6 separate regions of the Mus musculus genome follow, and all the other regions are linked to region 4. Evidence: chromatin contacts called from public HiChIP or PLAC-seq and promoter capture Hi-C data. All regions are on one chromosome and are shown on one strand. Each heading gives the region's core, a stretch centred on a gene start, on an enhancer-like site or on the middle of the called end of the contact. The rest is flanking DNA. Distances are from core to core; before and after follow the strand shown. Region 1 holds the start of Csf1 (colony stimulating factor 1 (macrophage)). Region 2 holds the start of Kcnc4 (potassium voltage gated channel, Shaw-related subfamily, member 4). Region 3 holds the start of Cym (chymosin). Region 4 holds the start of Rap1a (RAS-related protein 1a). Region 5 holds the start of Lamtor5 (late endosomal/lysosomal adaptor, MAPK and MTOR activator 5). Region 6 holds the start of Alx3 (aristaless-like homeobox 3).

Region 1 (3,600 bases), core at 66-2,565, 2.0 Mb after region 4:
CCAGGTTTTCCCTCTCATTCTCTTCTGAAGCAAACCCACTTGCTGTGGATTGAAAGTACCATCCTTCACTCTGTAAGAGCCATGCTATCATCTGCTGCCATTACTGGAGACAGCTTCTGAGCAGCCCATTATCAGCTGCAGCTCTGAACTCTCCTTGCACTTTCTTTCCTCAGTCAGCCGCAGAGTCTAGAATAGCCCCATCTCATTTTCTTCAAGAAAAGATTCGGGTCCAGCTCCCCTCAAAGAGCCACCCAAGTCCCTAATAGTTCCTACACATCCATTGAACAAGTAGCAGCATGCCCATCTCTCTCTCTCTCTCTCTCTCTCTCTCTCTCTCTCTGCCAACAGGTTGCTCAGCACAGGTCCTGGTGTAAAGCTGAGTGAGCCTGAATTTTCCCTACCCTGAAGGCCCACTCCCAACTGGGGCCTAAAACATGTGCAACAACCAAAGAAAGATATCTACTGGGGATGATGCCACACTCGGATCTTGTGTCACTCGGAACCTGGAGACCTGGTTGACCATTCTGGCAGACATTGGGCCTGTGCCAATCCCTGCGATACCCCCCCCCCCCAGACCCCCATCTCTCTCTCCAGCCTGTGGGTAGCTCAGTGTTCTCCTCCGTGCAATGGGATGAGCAGCCTTCTCTTTACCTCGCAAAGCGCTGCAGCCCCAGGAGCAGCTATTGAAATACCGCGGGCCTCAGCCGTAGCTTAGAAGCAGTAAGGAAGCCAGAACCCAGGGCCGAGAAGCCTGGGCAGCTGGCGAGAAGGGGCTGTCCGCTCCAAGTGGCCCCGCAGAGCCGCCTGCTGCTTGCTGCAGAGCTCCTGCCCCAGCCCGGCCCGGGCCCCGCGCGCCACGGTTGCAGCTTACCGAAGAAGGGCAGCGCCCCGCGGCGCCCCGCGCGGTCATACGGGCAGCTGGGTCCCGGCACGGCGTGTTGGCCGCCCTGGTTCGCTCGCTCCCTTGCTCGCTAGTGGCTGAAGAGCCCGCGCCCCGGTCGAGGGCCACGCCGCTGTCCTGGGATGCAGAGAGCCGCAGCGACACCGAGAGCACCGAGGCAAACTTTCACTTTCCCCTGGCCGAGCTTCGCTGGCCAGCCCTCGGCACAGCCTTTTAAGCGGGCGGGCTGGCGGGGCATGTGGTTTATGGGAAATCACCCTGGCTCTCCGCCAGACACACACAGACATACACACACACAAACACACTCACAGGCACTGACACATACTACACCCCAGAGGCCCACTGAGCCGCCGACTCCCTTCCCCCAAGCGGGCCGCCTGGTCGTCCCCGCTAGCTCTCTTCCCCGTCGCTCTGTGGCTGTGCAGCCTCCTCAAAGTAACCCGGGCTCCACCGCCCTCCCCCGCCCTTCTCGAGCTCTGGACAAGACACTGCCTTTCCTTCTGTGCTCGCCACTCTTGTCAATCTCGTGTGATTGTTCTCGGTCTAATGCTGGCCCCTAGGGACTTTCCCTCAAGGCCCGAAAATCCTCAAATCTGAGCAGGAAACGGACAGAGTACATTGAACAGGACTTGAATGGGGATGGACCAACGCCTCTCTGCTGCAGCTCCATTCAAGTCCCTCATGGAACCCAGGGCAGCAGGTTTGCAGATTGGCTTGCTCCCTCCTATGCATTGTTCAAAGAATCTACTATACTACTATACTATCCTCTCCCCTGGCTGTAGGGAGAAGTGGGGAGCATCCAGCTACCTGGGTAGGAGAGGAAGGACTTGGTCCTGTGACAACTAGCTGGGTGTTTCTGCACTCTGCCAGGAGACACTTCAGGTGCTTAACCTGAAAGCACTGGCTGGCCCCCTGCTCCTGGGCTGCCAAACCCAGCTTATGTGGAAAGGTTGGTGTGCCTGGACTCTAGATTTCCCTCAACTCTGTTGGAAATGCATTTGTGCAATCACATTTTGTCTTTACATGAGAATGGATCTAGATTAACCTATCAAGAGGAGCCTATTAATTATATTGCCAACGTCAGGATCTTTTTCTTCCTTCCATTTATCCTGATTCAATGTGTTTCAATCCCGTCATGCCCAGATGAGTGGTCTGGTCTCAAAGGGGCACTTTTGTCACGTGTCCTCCATTTCCTTGCACTACCTAGCTCAGAGCAACAACGTCCCTCATAAACCTTTGCTCAGGCTGCTTCCTCGGACATGAAGTCTTCCTTTCCCCCATCCATCTTAAGGTGAATGTCTCACCTTTTAAGGTTATAATCACATCTTATCCTTGTCTTGCAAAGCCTTCTGGGATGCTTCAGGCTGATGGATAATTCCTTCTTTCTGTGTTCCCACTGGACGCAACCCATTCCTCCCAGTTAAGTTGGCATTCATTCATTCATTCATTCATTCTCTACATTATTTTAAACTGGTGGTTCTCAACTTGTGGGTGGCAACCTCTTTGGGGGGTCACAAGTCAGATATCCTGCATATCATATGCTTTACATTATGATTCATAACAGTAGCAAAATTACACTTGTGAAGTAGCAATGGAATAATTTTGTGGTTGGGGCGCCACCACAACATGAGGAACTGTATTGAAAGGTCTCAGCATTGAGAAGGTTTAGAACCACTGAATACTAGTGATAGTAGTGATTACGTTTAGAATCACTGAATACTAGTGATAGTAGTGATTACGTTTAGAACCACTGAATACTAGTGATAGTAGTTATTACGTTTAGAATCACTGAATACTAGTGATAGTAGTGATTACGTTTAGAATCACTGAATACTAGTGATAGTAGTGATTACGTTTAGAACCACTGAATACTAGTGATAGTAGTGATTACGTTTAGAACCACTGAATACTAGTGAGAGTAGTGATTACGTTTAGAACCACTGAATACTAGTGATAGTAGTGATTACGTTTAGAATCACTGAATACTAGTGATAGTAGTAATTACGTTTAGAACCACTGAATACTAGTGAGAGTAGTGATTACGTTTGACCTGCACCCTGAGCTGGGAGGCTTCCTCTGGGTAGCACCCCATTTCACTTCACTCCGAACTGATAGACATAGCACATAATAGGAATTAAATTAACTGGGCAGTTGGAATGGATGAGTCACTTGACAGACATTCACTGCTAACTACAGGCCAGTGTAACAGTGACCGTGATAATATGGCCCCCTACTCAGATGTGAGCCACTGGAAGCTGAGGGCTTGGGACTCAGGGCTTCTCGGAGGAATGCAGAGATAGCACTTGGCCAGAGACATGATCAAGGCTTATTTCCTTCTTTGGTGGAATAGTCTTTATTCTGGTCTGGAACAATAAAGATTTAACCACAGCTCTTAAGACAAAAAGCAAGAGGAAGCCATGTAAGTAAGATATGCCTGCAGAGTAGCTGAGAAAAAGATCACATTTTACTGGTTCCATCCTCCTTTACAAACCGGTTTCTGCCCAGGCTTATGGAACTTGGAGTTAGAGCATCTTCTACATCAGCACAAGGACCACTCAGCCATCCATCACATAAGTGCAAAGCATGGAACCCCTTTCCCATCCTACTGAAACCCTTCACATATTACCTGAATCCACCATTTACAAGAAACCTGCCCTTGACAGCTCTGCCCAGTCGTTTGCATTGTGGCTGTGGATGGA
Region 2 (3,444 bases), core at 179-2,678, 1.7 Mb after region 4:
CCACTTTGTGCTGCAGCAGAAACAAAAGAGCAGTGACAAATCTGGTATCATCACCAGGAAGCTTGTGGCCGGCCACTGTCCTGGGATCCTAAAGTGGGAGGCTTTTCCTGTCTACTTCTCTCTCCTGTCAGCAGCAGCCAGGCTGTGACTGAGGTACAGAAAGCCTTGGGACATGGCCTGCTCCTAGGAGAAAATGCCCTCTCTCAGGAGAGGGGGCCTGTGTTCTGGGGAATCTCTGTCCTTTATGAGACAGGTATTCTAGAAACTATGCCCCCCCCCCCTTTTCTGAAATCCATAGGCGCCTGCATACAGAGCTGCTGGCAGGATAGAAACAGGTTAAGTGTCCTACATAATCCACGGTTCCTTCTCTTGATCCGGCCTCACCCCTGAAAAAGGCCAAGTTTAAGCTCTCCAGGACTTTGTGGTCCTGTGGAGGGCAATTGTGCTGATCAAAAAGGAGTGAGAAATGCTCAAGTTGAAGGCTTGCCACTCACTGAGGGGCATGTGCCAGAGCAGACAGCTCGGATCAGGTCCAAGTAGTAAGTTAAGTGTGTGCAATTTCCTGATGGAGCATGCAGGAGACCAAGGAGGGTGGGTGTTAGGAGGCAGGTAGTTATCGTCTGCCAGGTACGTCAGTCTCCTTCCAACCCCCTCCCCATCTGACCTACCAACACTAACACCAAGAAACCCTTGGGCACGGAGATGGGGAGATCCTGGCTTCTGCCACTCACCCTGGCCGCCCGGGATGAGTAGGGATCCTCGAAGAGCGCCCACATTCGGGGCTGCCAGCCACGGCACCCTCCGGACCCAGCACCAGGGCCAGAGCCTCCTTCATGGGGGCCCAGGCGCTGCAAGGCCAACTCCCGCTCATCGTCGCCAGCCTCGTCGCCTGGCCCTGCGCCACCCCCGCCCCCGTCCGGGCTCTCGAAGATGTCCAGTGCCTCCTCAGCATCGCGGTGCTGCCGGTAGGTCATCCAGCAGCAGGGTTCCACATCTGTTTCATCGATACCCCAGAAGGTGAGCTCTTCCTCAAAGAGAGGCCCACAGACGTCTGCGGGGCAATGCAGCTTGCCCGTACGGTAGTAGTTGAGCACATAGGCAAAAACACCCGGGTGCCGATCAAAGAAGAACTCACAGCCCCCGCCGCCGCCGCCGCCGCCGCTGCTGCCGCTGCTGCCTGCACCGCCGCCATCCGACTCTGGCCGACCCCCGCCGTCGGGATCCGCCAACCAGGCAAGGCGGGTGCCCGGTAGGGTGCGCAGGGTGCTGCGGTAGGTCTCATGTCGCGTGCCGCCCACGTTGATGATGATCTTCTCCGACGCCTCGCCCTTGGCCATCTCCTCCTTCAGACATGTTTTGGACGGAGGCTTGTTCCCCGACTTGCGCCCGCGGTAGGAGGAGACACACACCGAGCTGATCATAAGAAGCGCTGCGGGGCTCCGGCTTGGGGCGGCCGCTGCCCTCCAAACACCCTTCCCAAGGAGGCAGCGTCAGAACGGGGAGGGGGAGGAGACGACAAGGAGGAGGTGGAGGAGGAGGAGGAGGCAGGAGGTGGTAGCGGCCCCTTCTGCGGAGTGGCTCTGCCCCTGCCTCCCCCCCAACCCCCCCGGGGCGCGGAGCAGGAAGAGTTGGCTTTCTGTGGTGCACAGGTGGTTGGGATTTAGGCAGGCAGAACCTAGTGGAGGCAGGAGGTGAAGACCTGGGTCGAGGACTCAAACCAAAGGGTCCGGGGTCCCAGGAGGTAGGGGCAAGCACAAGGATGCTCTGGGCCGGGGACACGCCCCCCCGACCCCAGAAAGGCAGAGAAGCGCACAGTCCCAGAGCACTGCGAGGGTCCGCGGCGCGCGCGCTCACACTCACACGGGCCACCCTTTGGCTCCTAGAACGCGGCGAGCCCGAAGGCGGCAGGGTTTCTCCGGGCGGCGGCAGCGGCGGAGGCAGCAGCGTAACAGCAACAAGTCCTCGGAGCGGCTACCGGGGCCGGGCGGATGCTCCTACGGTAGCCAGAGCTCTGCGGGGCCGGGCAGTGTGCGGTCAACTCGAGGCGGCGGTGGCGGGCATGTGGCCCGTTCCCCCCATTCATAAATCCAGCGCGGAGCACCGATGGCGGGCGGGGTTGAGTCGAGCGAGACGGACCAGCGGGTGGGGGTTGCTCAGGACCAGGCGGCAGGAAAACAAGCGCGCCCGCAGCAGCGAGCCTGGGTCCTGCGTCCGTGGCCGGGAGCTGCGCCGGGCTGGATGCAGCGCTGCGGGGGCCGCGCCGGGACGAGGGGGGGTTCAGACGGGGCGTCCTGCGCGGCGCAGAGCCTGGAGGGCGGGGCTGCTCTGAAGAGCCAGGCACCGGGTGCTGGCGGAGTGTCCCGGGCGGTGGCCGAATGGCCAAGGACACCTGCAGGCTTCCTGGGCCGCGCCAAGAGGGAGCCTCAGCGCAGCGCCCCGGCGCCGGGTTCCTGAGATCTGGCGCCGCCGGGAGCCGCGCCATCTGCGCGTCTGCCCATCTCCGGGCGGGGCGCCGGCCTTGGCTCCCTGCTAGGGGCGGGCGCGAGGTGGTCTAGGGAAGGGAGCGCCTGGGCGCCAGAGGAATGGGGCTCAAAGGGCTCTGCGACTCCCTCCCGCGATGACAGAGGATGCGACGCTCCAAGTGGCGCCTTTTCCTCTCGGCCTCGCCTGACCAGGGCGCACCCTCCGCGGGGCGGGGTGGGCGCGGCGCTGCGAGGCGCAAGGCCGACCTGGGGCGTTGCGGAGCTCGGGCAGCAGAGCTCAGCCTTCATCCGCGCATCCCAGCCCAGCGGAGGCGCGTAACCCGCTAGCAGCCAGTGCCCAGCGTCGCGCGCCGCCCCTGCGCGCCTCCGCTTCCATCCCCTCTCGGCCCCACTCCCCGCCTCTCCGTAGCCCTCAGCTCCACCCACTGCAGCCCTTGGTGACACCTGAGCGCTCCCGACCCCTGACCTCTAACCTCTCTCTCTTCCTGTCTGTTTCTCTGCACCTCCTCACGCAGAGTCTAACCTGTGTATCCCTTACAGCTAAGCTGGTTGTATTGTTGCAGTTTCACTGTTTCATTGTGGCTGACTGGAAGCCAGGGTGGAATAGAATGGCAAGACTACATCAAGGAAGAGCCTCCTTCTCTCCTCCTCCAGAAACCTGGTCAGACCACCATGGCCCCATCCTGCGTCTTGGATGCTCTCGATCTTGATATTTATGATCTCTGACATATTCACCACAGCCTCCACCTTGGAGCCAGGACAGCACGGCCTTGGGCAGAGAAATGTTTCTGGGCTAGGTGGAGAGAAGTCCTAAACCTGCTGCTCTCAGTAGAGAAATGGTTTATGAGTGTGTCCTTGTGTCCCTTAAGATCATCAGGTTGAAGGCCTGGCTCCCTGTTGCAATGAAGGGAACTTAGGAGGTGCCATACTCTGCCTCATGCTGTCTTACTGTCCTATTACT
Region 3 (3,635 bases), core at 328-2,827, 1.4 Mb after region 4:
CAGAGGTCACACCGTGAGAAGGACCTGTCTATGCAGAGACAGTGATGTCTCCTACACAGTGGTACCTGCTTCCGGCAGTGATACCACCTTTTGCCAATTGCTTTTCTCTGAGTAGTGTTTTCACTAAAGTGGCTGGAAATTCTTCAGGACTTCCTCAGCATGAGCAGGACACCAAACTGGACCTCTTGGCCCAGCTTAGGTTTGGGATAATAAAGGCAATTCAACTGGGGAAGAAAAGATCAAGAGAGAAAACTGCAGGAAAAAAAAAAAAAAAAAAACAGTTCTCGACCTGGCTCTGCTGTGTTCCTTGGCAACGTGAAATCTGCCACAGTGCCCTGAGCTCCCCCAGGAGATTCTCCAAGTCCTCTGCACATCCAGTGGGAGGCTGCTGGGGCCCTGGGATCTTCACTTTAGGGGATTTAATGCCTTTATCTTCAGTTTCTTCTTATACAATAGGGCTAATCCTTCCTTTCCAACACTGTTTTATTCTGTACTTGACCATTTAACCATTTTCTCTCCCCATAGATTAAAGTAGAACTTTGTGCATCTCACAGTCCCTAAAACTTCTAGCAATCATATCGTTTTCTCTAAGAGCTAGTTGAAAAGACAACTTGAGATTACAGAAGTATAGGTGCCATATAGCGGCTTCAGGAACCTCTTCTTCCAGAGGAAAGCCAGCTATAATCAGAATGCAGCTGCTACCTCATGTCAAAAGGCCACCCTTGTCTGGAATTCACCCCAGGATCCTCATCTCCGGTTCTGTCTCTTATCTAGCTGCCATCACACCTTGGACTTGAGAAAAATTCATTGCCAGAGAGCCCTCACTAGCAAAGATACTCAGCCTCTTTTCAAGGATCCAATCCAAGAAGGTATGCAGTCTTTTCTGTGTTCAGGCCTTGGCAGAACACACACATGAGCACCTGAAATGGGGATGGGGGCAGCAAGAGTGCAAGTCCAGCCAGGCTGAGCCCTGGAACCTCCAGCGCTAGCCACATGGTGTTGGGTAGCACAGAGACTCTCCCTGAACAATGCTCTCAGCTGTAAAGTGCAAATCATCTAACCCACGGCCTGAGAGGTGATGCCCTAGTTATTTTTAGAGAACCTTCAGACCTCTCTAAAGGAGTTCTTACACCAGGAAACCTAGTTTAATGAGCGCGCATATAGATTTCACAGTAGGTCTAGTACTCTTTGAAGCATTTTACAAATATTAACTCACGCAGTCTCATAACAACCCTAAAAGATGGGCATTGTGAAGACCCTAGTTTCACAGCAGATGAGGAAACTAAGGGTGATAGAGCTGGGACCGAGCACTGAGTAGTTTTGTTTTTCTTTCTAGAAACTATGCTTTCCTATCCCCCAGGCTTCTTGCCTGGCTCCCTCTCCTCGGGGTCACACTCAGTGTGTAAAGACAAGAGTGAAAGCAAATTCCCCTGGAGTCTGAGGGCCGGAAGAGCAACAGTCCCCCTGCCCACCCAGGGTCCAACATTCACCTGGTGACCACATGGCTCTGGGAGATGGCGAGAGCAGCGAGGAGCAGCACAAAGCGCCTCATTCTGGATCACAGGAAATGGCCTCTCTAGCTAGTACCCATCCTCTCGGCCTTTATAGAGCGGGGCTCCTTCTGGCTGGATGCCCAAACTTCAGAGGCACCCGAAACTTCAGACCACTTCACAAACATAGTGAGATAGCACCTTCACTACCCAAGACCCACACTGATAAGAACTACAAAGTCTACCATTCTAAAGACTTCAACGTTGAAGGGTACACAGGCCTTCAAGCTGGGAAAAGTCAACACGGGCCCCTTTACCCCAAATCCCCCTCTAAACGGGACCTCTGAGCTAACGCAGGTGGGGCTGCTACCAGGAGGAAGGGAGGCTGAGATTGCATGTAGAAGGCCCACTCGGGTGTACAGGGAGAACACACATACAAATATGTTGAGTGTTCTATTGGAGACAAGGTCAGAAGCCAGATAGTTGTGCCTTCTGGCCTAAGAGAGATTTGAGACAGGAAAGACCCTAAAGCCTGTATCTGTAACTGTATCTGTGGAGACAATTATGTACCAGGCCTATGAACTGGAAAATCAGGATGAAGCCAGGAGAAGTTGGGCAAATTGGAAGGCAGGAGGTTCAGGAGTATGATATACAAGAGAACATGGTAACAGCTTCCTGCTGTTAGCAGGACAAACATCTGCACAGAGAGGAAGGCCTGGCAAGGGCAGGGAGTGGGGACAGGGCAGGATGCAACAGCTGAAGCCAGGTGGGGGATCCGGATACATCAGCCATTCTGAAAGAAGTGTCAACTGAAATTTCACACATTTGTCTTATGGGGGCTATAAGAGTTCCCCAAGAGGCCAGGCACAGGAGTATTTGAACAGACTTAAGGACAGGAGTCAGGCCTGATCCCTACCATGGCAATGCCCTCCTTTGTGGACATCTCTTCACGAAACCACCAGGTGTGTCCTCAGACTGCCAGGAGACTGCTGCTTCTCAGGCTCCTGAGAGGTGGCCACAGGACACGCAGCTGCCATTCCACACCTTCTACTCCCAAAGTCAGAGAAGTAAGGGGCAAAATCAATACTAAGTGGTGAAGCTTATTTCTTGTTTTCTTCACTTAACAGTGCCGCTCTGATGGGCCAGGGCCCAGAGACCCAGTAGCAGTTGATGACCCTGCGTCTGGACTGTATCTCCATCCATACTTTAGCACTGAGAAAGATGTACAAGAGGTACTCAGGGGATGTTTGAATAAGCAGGTGTGTGACTGAGTGTTCTTGTCATTGCCTCTGATAAGCATCAGAAAGTAGCTGGTGACACCTGTGTGACATGCTGCAGATGAGGAGACAGAGGTTCAGAGAGTCCTGTTATAGTAGCCTGGCATTGTCTCAAGTACCTTGAACAAATATCTTCACACTCCACTGCGAGAGCAACTCTGCTTCTATCTCTTGAGACAGTTGCAGTATGTATAGTGGGTCCCATCTGCAGTGTCCAACACTCCAAGGCCATTATCTCCATTATGGAGGAAGGATAGATTGTGGCTCTATGTCCCCCAATGGCCCAGCCTGACCCAGTGGCAACCTTTCAAGGATAATGACCACAGGTGTTAGGTGAAACCACCTCTCCCACTGGAGGGTGACCACAAAGCCAAGAATCAAAGATCCCTTAGTGCTATCTGCTTTTTTATTTGTTCACACAGTTGGCAACCATCTGAGAGCATTCAAGTATGTGCTGGAACACTGCCCTACAGCCCATGGTGCAAAGAGAGGTTATCTGTGGGTGCAAGCCACAATCTCAAAAATGCTCTTAAGAACGACCATGATAAGAGTTGACACCTGGCACCACACAAGAATGAATCACCTTGGTCTAGAAGGTTTGTGTCTGGGGACTTGTGTAAGTGGCTGAAACAACTCAGGACCCAAGGGCACCCTTTCCTCAGCACAAGGTTTTGTTCTCCACTCAGATATAGGCACTGATGAGGCCAACTGAAGTCAATTTTTTAAATGTTTCCTGTGTGTGTCTGCACTAGACACAACAGACAAAACTACTGTCATCTCAACCCACGTGGAGTCCACACTCAAGTGAGCATATGTTGGTCTAATTGAGGAAATTCAAAGGAACTCCCCTCCCCAAATTGCAAGGTGA
Region 4 (3,542 bases), core at 998-3,497:
TTCCTGAATGTTGCATATTTTCACAACTGACTACATGAAGACCACACATATGAACAAGCTTGGAAGAGGAAAAAAAAGAAATTATTTGATTTTCAAATGCTCATATTACTAAAACATAGATTATACAAAAGTCTGATTAGTCATGATTATGAGTTTAGAGGGGTCAAAATATACTAGGGAGTATTGGTTAAAAATGGCTACTGGTTAGAGCCGGGGATATAGCTCAGGGGCAAAGTGCTTGCCAACCCTGCTTGAGGCTCTGGATTAGCTCCTCAACACTACAAACAAAATGACTGCTAAAAGTTCCCTGCATGAAGCTGGGTTTCATCCCAACACCACATAAACCAGGGAAGTCTATACTGATCCAAGCACTCTGGAGGTCGAGGCAAGAGAGTTGGTGGTTCAAGGTCTTCCTCAGTGACACCACTGAGCCACAGGAGATTGGGGGGAGGGGAGAGAGGTTCCTGAGAACTTTTCCTCATAAAACTGAAATCAATTTTAAACCTTGTTCCAAAATCCTCAGAATTTAGGGTGAAAGCACGATCACACCTGAGGCCACAAAAAGTGTGCACTTTTGCAAAGTTTTAATATGAAACTGAATAACATCGAGATCTCTGTTCACTTTTAAGATCGGTGTCTATGGGTGGCTTTAGAGGAGACCAGAAGCTGAATACAACATTCTGGGGATAAATGTCTGTTTTGTTTTTCCTGGGCAAAGGAAGAGTTCATATGCATCACCATGTTCTAGAAATGGTTAAGAATGACATTTTTTATAATGGAAGCGGAATGCAACATTTAACATAAAGATTTCTCTCAAAAAGATAAGAGATGTGTAAACAGACCACTCAACTCATTCGACAAATGCTGGGACAGGTATAATCCTTGCTAACGAACACAATCATAACAGAACCTGAAGTAGCAAGGAACTAAACTAAACAAGAGTCACACTAAGAAAGAATATCCGAAAATGTAAATTTAATTTTGAAACAAAGTGTTACAGAAGAGCATAAAGACAGGAAAGAGTCTGGGACCTAATCTAGTACTTACTCTACCAAAGTGTTACAGAAATCAATTACATCAAAAGAAAAAAGTACTCACAGGCATATCTACCCCCACACACTCTGACAGGAAACTCAAAGAAAGTTTCCAAATCCTGTTTCCAGCATCATCTCTTCTAACCGCCCGCTTCTGAAGGCTAACTCCCCTGGTTAATTCTGAGAGTCGACACTTTGACTCTAATAAAAACAGTATCTTCAGCCACCCAAGAAGCAGACAACAGCGGTTGGTACCTGTCCCGCTTGGCCCATTAACCTCCTGCCCTTTTATTCCATTTCTTACACAGTACTTCCTTCAAAGCAGCGACAAAACGATTTTCCTTTCCCAACGGCAATACACTCACAGTTTCTGAGCGGTAGCTCTTTTTCCAAGGCATGAAAGGTCCCCTCAACTCTAGTTTTCTATCCTGTGAGGAAATCTCAGATAGGAGGGGGGGCGGACGCGGGGGACACAACTGTCCTTCCTTGCTCTTCTCCTTACAACAGCCAATTACACAACTCAGCAGAAGACACTGCCCTTAACTTTCTGAGTAAGGAGACAAGCTACAATCCCACCACCCCACACTCCTCACACGCCCTCGGTGGGCGGAAGACCGGAATCACACCGTGGCCTCTTTCCTGACAAAATTCAGGGGTAGCAGCAGATATCAGAGAGTCGAGAGCGACGCTGCAAAGGCGAACACATGGCAAGCGGCAGAATACAGAGGGCAGGGAGGGCGGGAACCCGGGCTGGCGGCGGAGTGGGACACAGAGGTGTCAGCGCTCGGCGGCCGGGGCAAAGGCCGCGCGGAGGGCACCGCACCTCTCCGTCCGCGGGGACGACAGCCGAGCGGGCGCGGACACGCGTCCCATCTCGCGGCCCGCCCCTCGCGGCCGGTCCCGCAGGCCCCGCCGGGCCGCCTCGGTCCGCGGGCGTGGCTGGCTCCGGCCTTCAGCCGCGGCCCCTCCCGCCCGCCGGGCCCCCGGCCGCCGCCCCGGACTCGCGGACGGTTAAGAATAGGCCACCGAGGTGCGGCCAGTCCGCGCCCCTCACTCGCACCCCGTACTCACCCCGCGGCCCGGCGCCTCCTCCACCTCCTCCTCCTCCCTCCTCTCGGCCGCGGCTCGGGCTCGGGCTCTGCACGGCGGCGGCAGGAGCAGCGGCCTCGGGAGCGGCGGCGGCGGCGCCTCCGGAACGCGCACGCACGCAGCACGCAGGCCCCGCCCCCCCCGCCCTGGTCTCCGCCTTCCCCGCTGTGTCCGGAATCTATTTAAGGGAGCCGTTCTTCAAAGGGTGGGGGGCATAGTGTGCCAACAGGAACTGGGGCCTTGCCTTTGAGAAGGTGGTTAAGGCCAACATTGAAATGAGGAAGGGAAAAAAAAATCAGAAAGAGAATTTTGAAGGGATGCAACCATGGGACAGCTGTTAGTTGAGTGCCTAGTAGGTCCCCAATGCCTAGGCATACATAGGGAAAGTCACTTATAGAGCTCTCATCCTCGTGACCCAGGAGAGGGAACACGAACAACAAAAAGAGTAGCAAAATTCACAGGTCACCAGGGAGGGCTTTGCATGCTTTTGTTCGTGCTATGAAGAAACGAGCCTATCCAAAAGAGGCTGGATGAGAAGAATACCTTCCTGGGTTGAGAGGAAATCAGCCACAAACCCCGAGGTGGGGTGTGTCTTCCATATTTCACAACTAGCAAAATGCAAGCGAAAGGATGGATAGATAAGTAGAGTCTATGGCCAAAGAGTACTGAGGCGCCAAGATCTGGACAAACGACCAGACCCGGTGGAGCCTTTGGGCCATTGTAATGACAACAGGAAGCCCCGAGGAGAGGGTGGGCCCAGAAACAACTATATCTAGTTCATGTTTTTAAAGGTTAACTTTATGCAGGGCGTGGTGGTTTACTCCTGGAATCCCAGCATTTTGAAAACAGGAACAGAATTGCCACGAGTTTGAGGTTAGCCTGGACTACACAATGAGTTTCAGGCCCATCGGGAACTGGAGTGAGTCTCACTGTGTATGTAAAATATCCAACTGAAGCACGAATGTTCACAGGGGAAGTCTAAGGTGGCTATTCTCGTCCAATTGGCCAAGAGTGGTTATTTTATTTTAGATTTTGTTTATTTTAGCTTTATTAAACCTATTTTAATAGATTTAGACTTGAGAAAGCAGAGGGTCGAACGAAACAATTAGGAATGAATCTTAGGTTGGGGGCCTGCTGACTGATATCATTTAATAAGAGAGAAGATAGGGTAAGAACAAAGCTGGGACCAAAGAAATTGAGAGTTCAGTTTTATGGGGGATGGAGAAAGTTCAGTGGTGATGAGTCTGAGATATAAATTTGAGATCCATCAGGATGTAGATGATTTGACCCTCCGGTCTACATAAACTCTCTTAGGGATGGGGAGTAACTGGAAGAGAGGACCAAGAGAAACTTAGAGGTTAAAGATAAGCAGAGTTGACAGTCAGGTTAGAGGAACCCCTTGGAAGGAAGGAAGTTGTT
Region 5 (3,829 bases), core at 129-2,628, 1.5 Mb after region 4:
AACAAAGTAAATAAAAACTTACTGTCCTGAAAAGGTATTTATAATAAATTCTGTGAAGAATCCCTGCTACATAATTCAGAATTGTATATATAGTATGTATATTGATTTTGCTTTTAAAAAACATTTCTCTACAGAGTGAGTTCCAGGACAGCCAGGGCTACACAGAGAAACCCTGTCTCGAAAAACAAAAAAAAAAAAAAAACAAAAAACAAAAAACAAAAAAAATTCAAATAATACATTTGCAAAGATAGCCATATGGAAAAGATAGTCTCCAAAATATCCTTATCAAACTATCATCTCTTCACAGTAGGACTATGAGTGGTTAGTTTATTCTAAAGTTTTTAAACCCAGGCATGTTGGTGTAATCCCAGCACTTGGGAAGTAAAAGCAGAGAGATCAATACTTCAAGGCCAGCCTCGGACACACTGCAAATTTGAGGGCAATGAGGGGTATATGAGATACTGTCTCTAAAACAGAAAAGGGAATAAAAATTTTAAAGCTCAGTTATTTTAAAGTAATAATACACGGTCTTCACTAACACCTAAAACTTAAACCTAATTTCTTCCCCCTAAAACTTCCCATGACCTAGCTATTAGAAGTATCAATGCAAATTAAATATGGCACATGGCAGTAAATCACAGGACAAAGGTGGGAGAATTCGAGGCCAACCTACGAGAACAAAGAAGGTACCAATGTTAAGATTCTGACACTTTCCCAGCACGCAGTTTGGGGTTTCAACGTGTGCCATCTCTTCCTTTAGTCCCGTGTGTGCACCCCTCCCCATCGGCCCTGTGTGATAGGTTACTTCTCCTCCGATGTTGGTGAAATGAATCAATTTAAACCAGAGTAGATGATGTTAAAGGCAGGTTTATTGGGAAGCTGCCAGCCGGTGGGTGAGTTCACTGGCCCCAAGGACCAAGGCCAGCGAAGTTTCCTGGGAAAGGAAGGAAGAAAGAGAGAAGGGGGAATGTGTGCAGAGAGAGAAAAGGAGAAGGAGACCAAAATGTCTGGATTCTATAGAAAGGAGCCCTATAGAAAGGGAAGGGCAGCCCAGCCCCTGGGCTGGAAAGTTCAGGGTTGGGGGCAAGGTATGCCAGGTGGGAACTGAGGGATGCAGAACCTGGAGGCCAGTTCTGCTTTGATAGGTAAAGTATACACCTCAGCCTCTTGACCTAGGGTCAGAAACTGAGCACTGTCTTCTTAGCGATTGGCCTATTGCATAGATGAGACCATGCCAGACCTGCTGGTTACTTTAAAATTTAAACCAGGTCTACGTCTGGTTAGGACTGGAAATTGCTTGAACCAAATCCAAAGGTTAAAAATCACTAAGTCCAAGTGCTAGGTCAGGAAAAGGCCCTGAGGCCCGACTACAGATTGCTTTGAAGGCCCAGCACCCCCAATCGAAAGCCAGCCATCACTGGTCCTGTGGTAGTAGCTATGCCTTTTCGTAAAGAGCGCGGACGCGGCGCCGCGCTGAATTTCGTCCCTCTGGAGACGCCGTCCAGGCGCCCGCCTCGGTCAAGTCACGTGATCGAGGTTTGCGGTGAAGGAGGAAGTGTTTTGCTGCGGGGTCCTGGCCTGGGGCGGACAGCCTGCGGGATGGAGGCGACTTTGGAGCAGCATTTGGAGGACACGTGAGTAGTGCGTGCGGCCGGTCCTGGGCTCCGGACAGGGGAGCTGGAATGGGACAGCGGCATGGACCGCGAGTGTCTGCGGAAGCGTTTGGGGCACTCGGGGCGGCGAGCGGGTGACTTCTGCCTACGGCCGGGCCGCTCGTTACTGGGTAGTAAAGTTTCGTTAGGCGTGTTCGCAGAATCGAGTAGCTCTTGAGAAGTTTGGGAAACGGATTAAGTTTGGGGAAGGATGCCCCGGGTGTGCTAAATCGAGCCCCCGCAGTGCCAAAGCACTTTCACGCACATCTTCCCGCGTTTGTGGCCCGTCAGTTGCTCAGCGCTTGTGAAGTAAATATATCCGTAAAGTTTTTCAGCTATCTCTGTAAAATTTAAAATTGGGAGGTGTAAAGTGGCTTACAAGAAGACACCTCCTCCTTGAGCTTCTTAATCCCCTCCAGGAGCAATTCCCGTTACTGAGATTTAACAGTTGTCTTCAGGAGTTGCAGTCCTAGAGCATGCTTCTATACCAAGGACAGAGCCCTAAAGATAACTGCCTTGTTTGTGTCTTTGTGAAGCAGAGGTGCCTGAGAAAATGGTTTGGGTTTTGTTTTGTTTATTTAAACAACTCACAGTTTGTCCTCTGAAAGGGGGCGAAAAAATTTAAGGGCTGATTTGAAGTGCTTAATACTCGGTGCATAGAAAATCTGTTTTACTACAGTAATTTGAAATATTTTCTTCACATCATCTGGTTCATCTTTCTTGTGCTCCCAAAATTAGAATGAAGAATCCATCCATTGTTGGAGTCCTATGCACAGATTCACAAGGACTTAATCTGGGCTGTAAGTGTCTCCTACCAGCCTCCCTTTGAAGTTCTGAGAGCCTTAACTTACACTGCTACTATTTTCTAGCTTTTATTCCTGTTACCTTTAGGGCATAGAGACTATCTCCAAGTAAGAGTAGATGGTTGAAGCCTTTCAGTTGCATTTTAAAGGCAGAAATGTTCCTCCCAGTTCTACAACTGTTCCTACTAAAATGGTTTTGAATAAATTTTAAGTGGTCTAGAAAAGGGCTTTAGATAAGGACATCTTTACTGAATGCATTCCCTGTGCAGGCACAGTCAGGCTACACTATTTCCTTAATTGCCTCAATAACCCTGAAAATGGATGATGCTGGCTGCTAGTCCAGCCACTCTCAACAGTAAGTTATTGTCAGTAAAAATAGGGATTTCCTAGTTAGACACGTCTGACTTCAACCCCATTCTCCGATGCTGTCTGCTAGCAACATGAGTGCCGAACAGAAGGAGCCTCTTGGGGCTTCAGTTTCTTCATTGGGTTATTTTATTTCATACATACATTATGTGTGTGTTGTCTTAAGACATTTTTTTTTAAAAACTTATTCTACGTGGCCCTGGCTGTCCTGGAACAAACTTTGTAGACCATGCTGGCCTGTAACTCACAGAGATCTGCCTGCCTCTATCCCTTGAATGCTGGGAACAAAGGTGTGCATCACCATGCCCAGCCAGGCACTATTCTTAGTGTTTTCATTATAAAACGTACATAACCCCCCTTCCTGCCCCCCCCCCCCCACCAAAGCCCTTTATGGTCAAGAAATTTAGCAAGCTTAAAAGTACCTTGCCCAGGGTCAAACACCTAATGAATGGTTGAGATAGGATGTTTTTAAAGCTGGCTCCAAAGCTTAAAACACCCAGTACAGAACCAAGATGTGTTTGTGTGGTGTTCAATAAATTGTAGCAATTACAGATAAGGAACTAAGTCCAGAAAGGTAAATAGCTAAAGTTAATTAATGTCAGAAACTAGTAAACCCAAGAATCCTTATAACTGATGCAGGTTTTTTAGAGCTCTGATCTTTTGCTGGTATGATACCTGACAAAAGTAATATAGTTATGTCTTATACAAAAAGCAGCCATTTGGAACAAAGGTAAATTTTTTTGAAGCATTTGCCAAGTTACTAATGAAAACTCTTTAAATGCAAATGTGGAGGAAAAAAAAAAACTAAGTAAAACCTTCAAGGTGCGAAGTTGCTATTTCCAATAGATTTCCGGGCTGCACTTTGGCCTACGGATTTTTTATGTAGTAATAGTCAATCCAGAATTTCTGCCAGGTTATATTGTCTACTACCTTAGTTTTAGGTGTAAGTAAACCCCTTTATTTCAGGGATCTATAATAAGCTTGGTGGTTACCTTTTGTGCCTAGAGC
Region 6 (3,620 bases), core at 492-2,991, 1.8 Mb after region 4:
TCCCATTTTCTTGAGAAATCACCACTGTCATTAAGTTAACATGGTATGGCAAAATACTAGTGATTCTCAAATACCCAGTCTATAGGTACATGACCCATTTTTATGACAAGAAAAATGAGGCACCTAGAGCAAAAGGCCCAGTGTTTAATCCAAGCTGCCTTGTTTAATTTGTTGATGGCATTGGTCTTGTGTCATACTTTCATCCTCCAAATTAAGCTGCTTGGTAACTTTGTTGATTAGATGCCCTGAAATGATACAACCTTCTAGACAGTCAACACTACCTCATTGACAATTATGGAAAACCTTTTATTAATAATCAGTTCAGCAGTGTCCACAGCTGAGAGCCAGTGGACTCCCCTCTGGTAGAGGCAGAGGGGAAAACCTCATTTTAAGCCAGGCTTCTCTAGCTGGAAATATCAGCCCCAGGTGCTCCCATCTCTGCCTAGCCTGCAGTCTGTGATTAGGGGCCCTAATGGCCATAATGCCTCCAATGTGGTGTTTAAGCCAATAAGGCTTCAGAAAAGTTACGGTATGTTTAATAATGGCTTAATGACTCCTTGTGAGATGCAAGGCTTCTGGTTCCTGTTTGGCCTTGATTTACAGCCCAACTCTGGCTGAGGACAGCCAAGAAACCTCCTCTAAGCCTCCAACGGAAGAGGGAGGTGTTCACACCAGGCCTCTTAGATTCCTTTTAAAAATGAGAATTCAAATAGAATACAAATGATGTTTGACTCCCTGCCCCTCTCGCTAATCTCCAGGGGTCCTAAAAATATAAATGTTTTAACCCGGACCTAAGGGATCTTTAAGCTCGGGTCCAAAGGACCTCTGGTATTTCTTCCCAGATCTTAGGCACAGTAAGGATTATTCAGTTTCAGAAAGGCTAAGCTATACCCTAATCCTAGGCTTCCTTTGGGTCGAGGAGACTCACCTTTGGGAGATGCAATCCTACCCTCGCTATGTCTAAAATAGCAAGCCTGAAGCAGTTAATTTGCAGTGGATCTGAGTGACATTCAGTTTATGCTGCTCAGAAGGACAATGACCCTTCTGCTCTTCCATAGCTGACCCAAAAAGCTACCTGGGCAGACCACTGTGAAACCTAGAGATCTCTCTGTCTGTTTTGGCCTGCCTGGGCTTTGGAACTCACCACCAAATGTAGATGGACCACAGTCAGCTGAAAACGCTAAGTGAGAGGTTCAAATCACAGATAATCAATGACAGTATTGAGGCCCAAGCTCCCAAGCCCCCTGCTGTTTCCACAGCATCCAGTCTCTAGGATGTCCAGGCAAAACAAGTGTCTAAGGGAGATGCCCTTGCTTTTTTCCAGCTACCAGCAAAAATAAACCGAGCAAGGTGAAGGGGAAACTCTACCACAGTAGAGGCCTCTCTTCTCAGACTGATGTCAGATCAGGCCTCAAAGAGAATGTTGGAGGAGGGATGGGGGAGGGTGCGGGGGTGGGGAGGATGTCTGCCCTCACCGTTTCACCTCCCCAGGGCCAAGAGCCACTAAGATGGATATCAGGACTTGAGGGTGCAGCTCAGAGCCAAGGACTCACCCGACTGCTAGACAAAAGGGATCCTGCCCTCGAAAGGAAGCAGCTTCCCTCTCTTCTCTTCCAACTGCTTGTGATACCAGACTCGGGGTGAATGGGGTGGGGTGGGGGTGTTCCTGGGCTCCGAGGGGTTAACCCGCACGGGGCCGCACGTGACGTGGATGGTTCCAGCATTAAGTCAGAGGCGCGGCCCCCTCTCCTGCCCCCCACCCCCCGCGGCGCGCGCCGCTCCCGGGGGCTCCGCGCCCCCGAGCCCAGGTCCCTCCCCCTTGGCTCACAGGCCGCGCGGGTTAGCGGGAGCCCCGGAGCTCCGGCGGCCTGTGAGCCCGAGCCGGCATGGACCCCGAGCGCTGCGCGCCTTTCTCCGTGGGGCCGGCGGCCGGTCCTTACGCGGCCGCGGGGGACGAGGCTCCGGGTCCCCAGGGGACTCCCGATGCTGCGCCTCACCTGCACCCCGCGCCACCCCGCGGTCCGCGCCTGAGCCGCTTCCCGGCCTGTGGGCCCCTGGAACCCTACCTCCCAGAGCCCGCCAAGCCGCCCGCCAAGTACCTGCAGGACCTCGGGCCAGGCCCGGTGCTCAACGGCGGCCACTTCTACGAGGGCTCCGCGGAAGGTAACACGCCGGGGGTCGGGGGTGGTGGTGGAACCCCATGTCGTTCTTATCCCCAGCCCTTCCTGGTCTCCCCGACTCTCCCGCTTTCTTGCTTCTTAACTTTGGGTACGTCTCGCATTTTCCACGATTCCCTCGCTAGATCGCTGCTGGCCTGGCCGGACAAGGCCAGGGCATTGGGGACCGCAGAATCGCCTGTGTCCCCGGCCGGCAGAGGCAATGGGAGGCGGGAGGTCAAAGGAGGGTGGAGTAGGGACGATCTTGGGCCCATTCCGACCCCCAAGGTGATTGAACCTGGGAGGAGAGATCGCGCTCATCCGGAGCCGAGCCTCTCTGCCACCGACCCAGAAGAGGGGACTGGGTGGAGGGCCCCGGAGCCTAACTGGGCCCCAAAGCTGGGAGAGAAGAGTTCTGCTTTTGTGCATGGCGCCCGCTGAGGGCGTAGAGGCTGGGCCTCGACTTAGTGGCCAAACTGGACTCAGCGAGGGAAAGGCTGTGTCCTGGACTTACCCAGCTCTCATCCTCGGGCCCAGCCTCTGCAGGAAAAGGTTTTCTGATGCCGTTAAGTCGCTCCGCAGAGTGGCGGTGGCTGCTCCCCCTCAGAACTGGGACTGTCTTCAAGATCAAATAACTATGTTCTTGTTTCTCAGATTAACTTGGCCTCCCCGTCGCCACGGGGATGGCTACCCTTCTTGCAGTTGGCATCTCGGCACCGAATCATCACCGCTGAGCCGTCGGAAGCGGTCCCGAACTATCCTAAATCCCAGGGCGCATCCCACTCCGGGGACCGTGCCCTGTGTGCTAAGGCGGGTCGGACCGTACCATTATCTGAGAATGCGCCTGAGTGGCAGGGCCTGCCAAGACTCTTTTGCCGCCCACTGTACTCGCTGACCCACGAGTGGCTCAGCACCCACGCCCACCCCTCGTATGCAGCCACATTTCGTAGCCTAGACCCAAAACTAGATCCCGGGAGATCCGCCAATGCGGCAATCGCCTGCTCCTCGCGGGCCTCCTCAGAGAGGCTGGGCAGCGAGCAGCTCCTGGCTTCGTCCCGTCCGGGTGGCGGGAGTGTGCAGGGGAGGCCCGGGAGGTGTGTTGGGGTCATCGGAGGAAATGAGCAAGTCCGCGGAGCTTCGTGTCTAATGCCGTTTGAAAAAGGCTCTCCTGATAAAAACCACAGTTGGGACTTAATGAGAAGCAGTTGGCCTGGCTCCTCTGATCCCTGCCAGACGGCGGCAGCCACGCAGCGCCCAGAGCACCGCCAGGGACAGGTACCCGTCTGGGTTGGGATCGCGCCCCGCAACACCCCACCACAGTCCAGTGTCCCCGCCGATGCGCAGCCTCTTGCACCGACTGTTCGGGTTCTTGGACAGCCGTGGGTCTGATCGCACTACGAAAAGGAGTGGGATTGAATGGGCGGGCAGTGTCTGTTGTCGCAACGAAACGAGGCGAAAGAAAGC

The links. Promoter capture Hi-C pulls out the DNA fragments that hold promoters and counts their contacts. HiChIP or PLAC-seq counts read pairs in DNA pulled down with a chosen protein or histone mark.
Region 1: a promoter capture Hi-C map of liver shows a contact between it and region 4, with 2.6 times the contacts expected there. The contact joins the promoter of Csf1 here to the promoter of Rap1a in region 4. A contact is called at or near these places in 2 of 39 promoter capture datasets (both in liver).
Region 2: a contact with region 4 is called in an H3K27ac HiChIP or PLAC-seq map of embryonic stem cells, with 5 times the contacts expected there. The contact joins the promoter of Kcnc4 here to the promoter of Rap1a in region 4. A contact is called at or near these places in 2 of 39 promoter capture datasets (hippocampal neurons and liver), 1 of 484 Hi-C or Micro-C datasets (embryonic stem cells) and 1 of 115 datasets of contacts at active chromatin or transcription factors (embryonic stem cells).
Region 3: a contact with region 4 is called in a promoter capture Hi-C map of liver, with 3 times the contacts expected there. The contact joins the promoter of Cym here to the promoter of Rap1a in region 4. A contact is called at or near these places in 4 of 39 promoter capture datasets (liver, pre-B cells and stem cell-derived epiblast-like cells).
Region 5: a promoter capture Hi-C map of pre-B cells shows a contact between it and region 4, with 6 times the contacts expected there. The contact joins the promoter of Lamtor5 here to the promoter of Rap1a in region 4. A contact is called at or near these places in 5 of 39 promoter capture datasets (hippocampal neurons, liver, pre-B cells and 1 more) and 1 of 9 other capture datasets (adipose tissue).
Region 6: a contact with region 4 is called in a promoter capture Hi-C map of embryonic stem cells, with 5 times the contacts expected there. The contact joins the promoter of Alx3 here to the promoter of Rap1a in region 4. A contact is called at or near these places in 1 of 39 promoter capture datasets (embryonic stem cells) and 1 of 115 datasets of contacts at active chromatin or transcription factors (stem cell-derived neural progenitor cells).

Annotation. Positions count from the first base shown.
Region 1 is chr3:107,759,154-107,762,753 of GRCm38.p6, forward strand. It overlaps Csf1 (colony stimulating factor 1 (macrophage)), which reads right to left and starts at 1,316. Exons shown (of 9, transcript NM_007778.4): 1 at 872-1,316. The coding sequence starts at 910. All of the region lies in intron 1 of Gm40121 (a long non-coding RNA gene), which reads left to right.
Region 2 is chr3:107,457,470-107,460,913 of GRCm38.p6, forward strand. Kcnc4 (potassium voltage gated channel, Shaw-related subfamily, member 4) reads right to left here and starts at 1,429. Exons shown (of 4, transcript NM_145922.3): 1 at 732-1,429. The coding sequence starts at 1,421.
Region 3 is chr3:107,220,155-107,223,789 of GRCm38.p6, forward strand. Cym (chymosin) reads right to left here and starts at 1,578. Exons shown (of 9, transcript NM_001111143.1): 1 at 1,491-1,578. The coding sequence starts at 1,552.
Region 4 is chr3:105,799,134-105,802,675 of GRCm38.p6, forward strand. Rap1a (RAS-related protein 1a) reads right to left here and starts at 2,248. Exons shown (of 8, transcript NM_145541.5): 1 at 2,106-2,248.
Region 5 is chr3:107,277,480-107,281,308 of GRCm38.p6, forward strand. Lamtor5 (late endosomal/lysosomal adaptor, MAPK and MTOR activator 5) reads left to right here and starts at 1,379. Exons shown (of 4, transcript NM_026774.2): 1 at 1,379-1,634; 2 at 2,391-2,452. The coding sequence starts at 1,438.
Region 6 is chr3:107,593,290-107,596,909 of GRCm38.p6, forward strand. It overlaps Alx3 (aristaless-like homeobox 3), which reads left to right and starts at 1,742. Exons shown (of 4, transcript NM_007441.3): 1 at 1,742-2,163. The coding sequence starts at 1,887.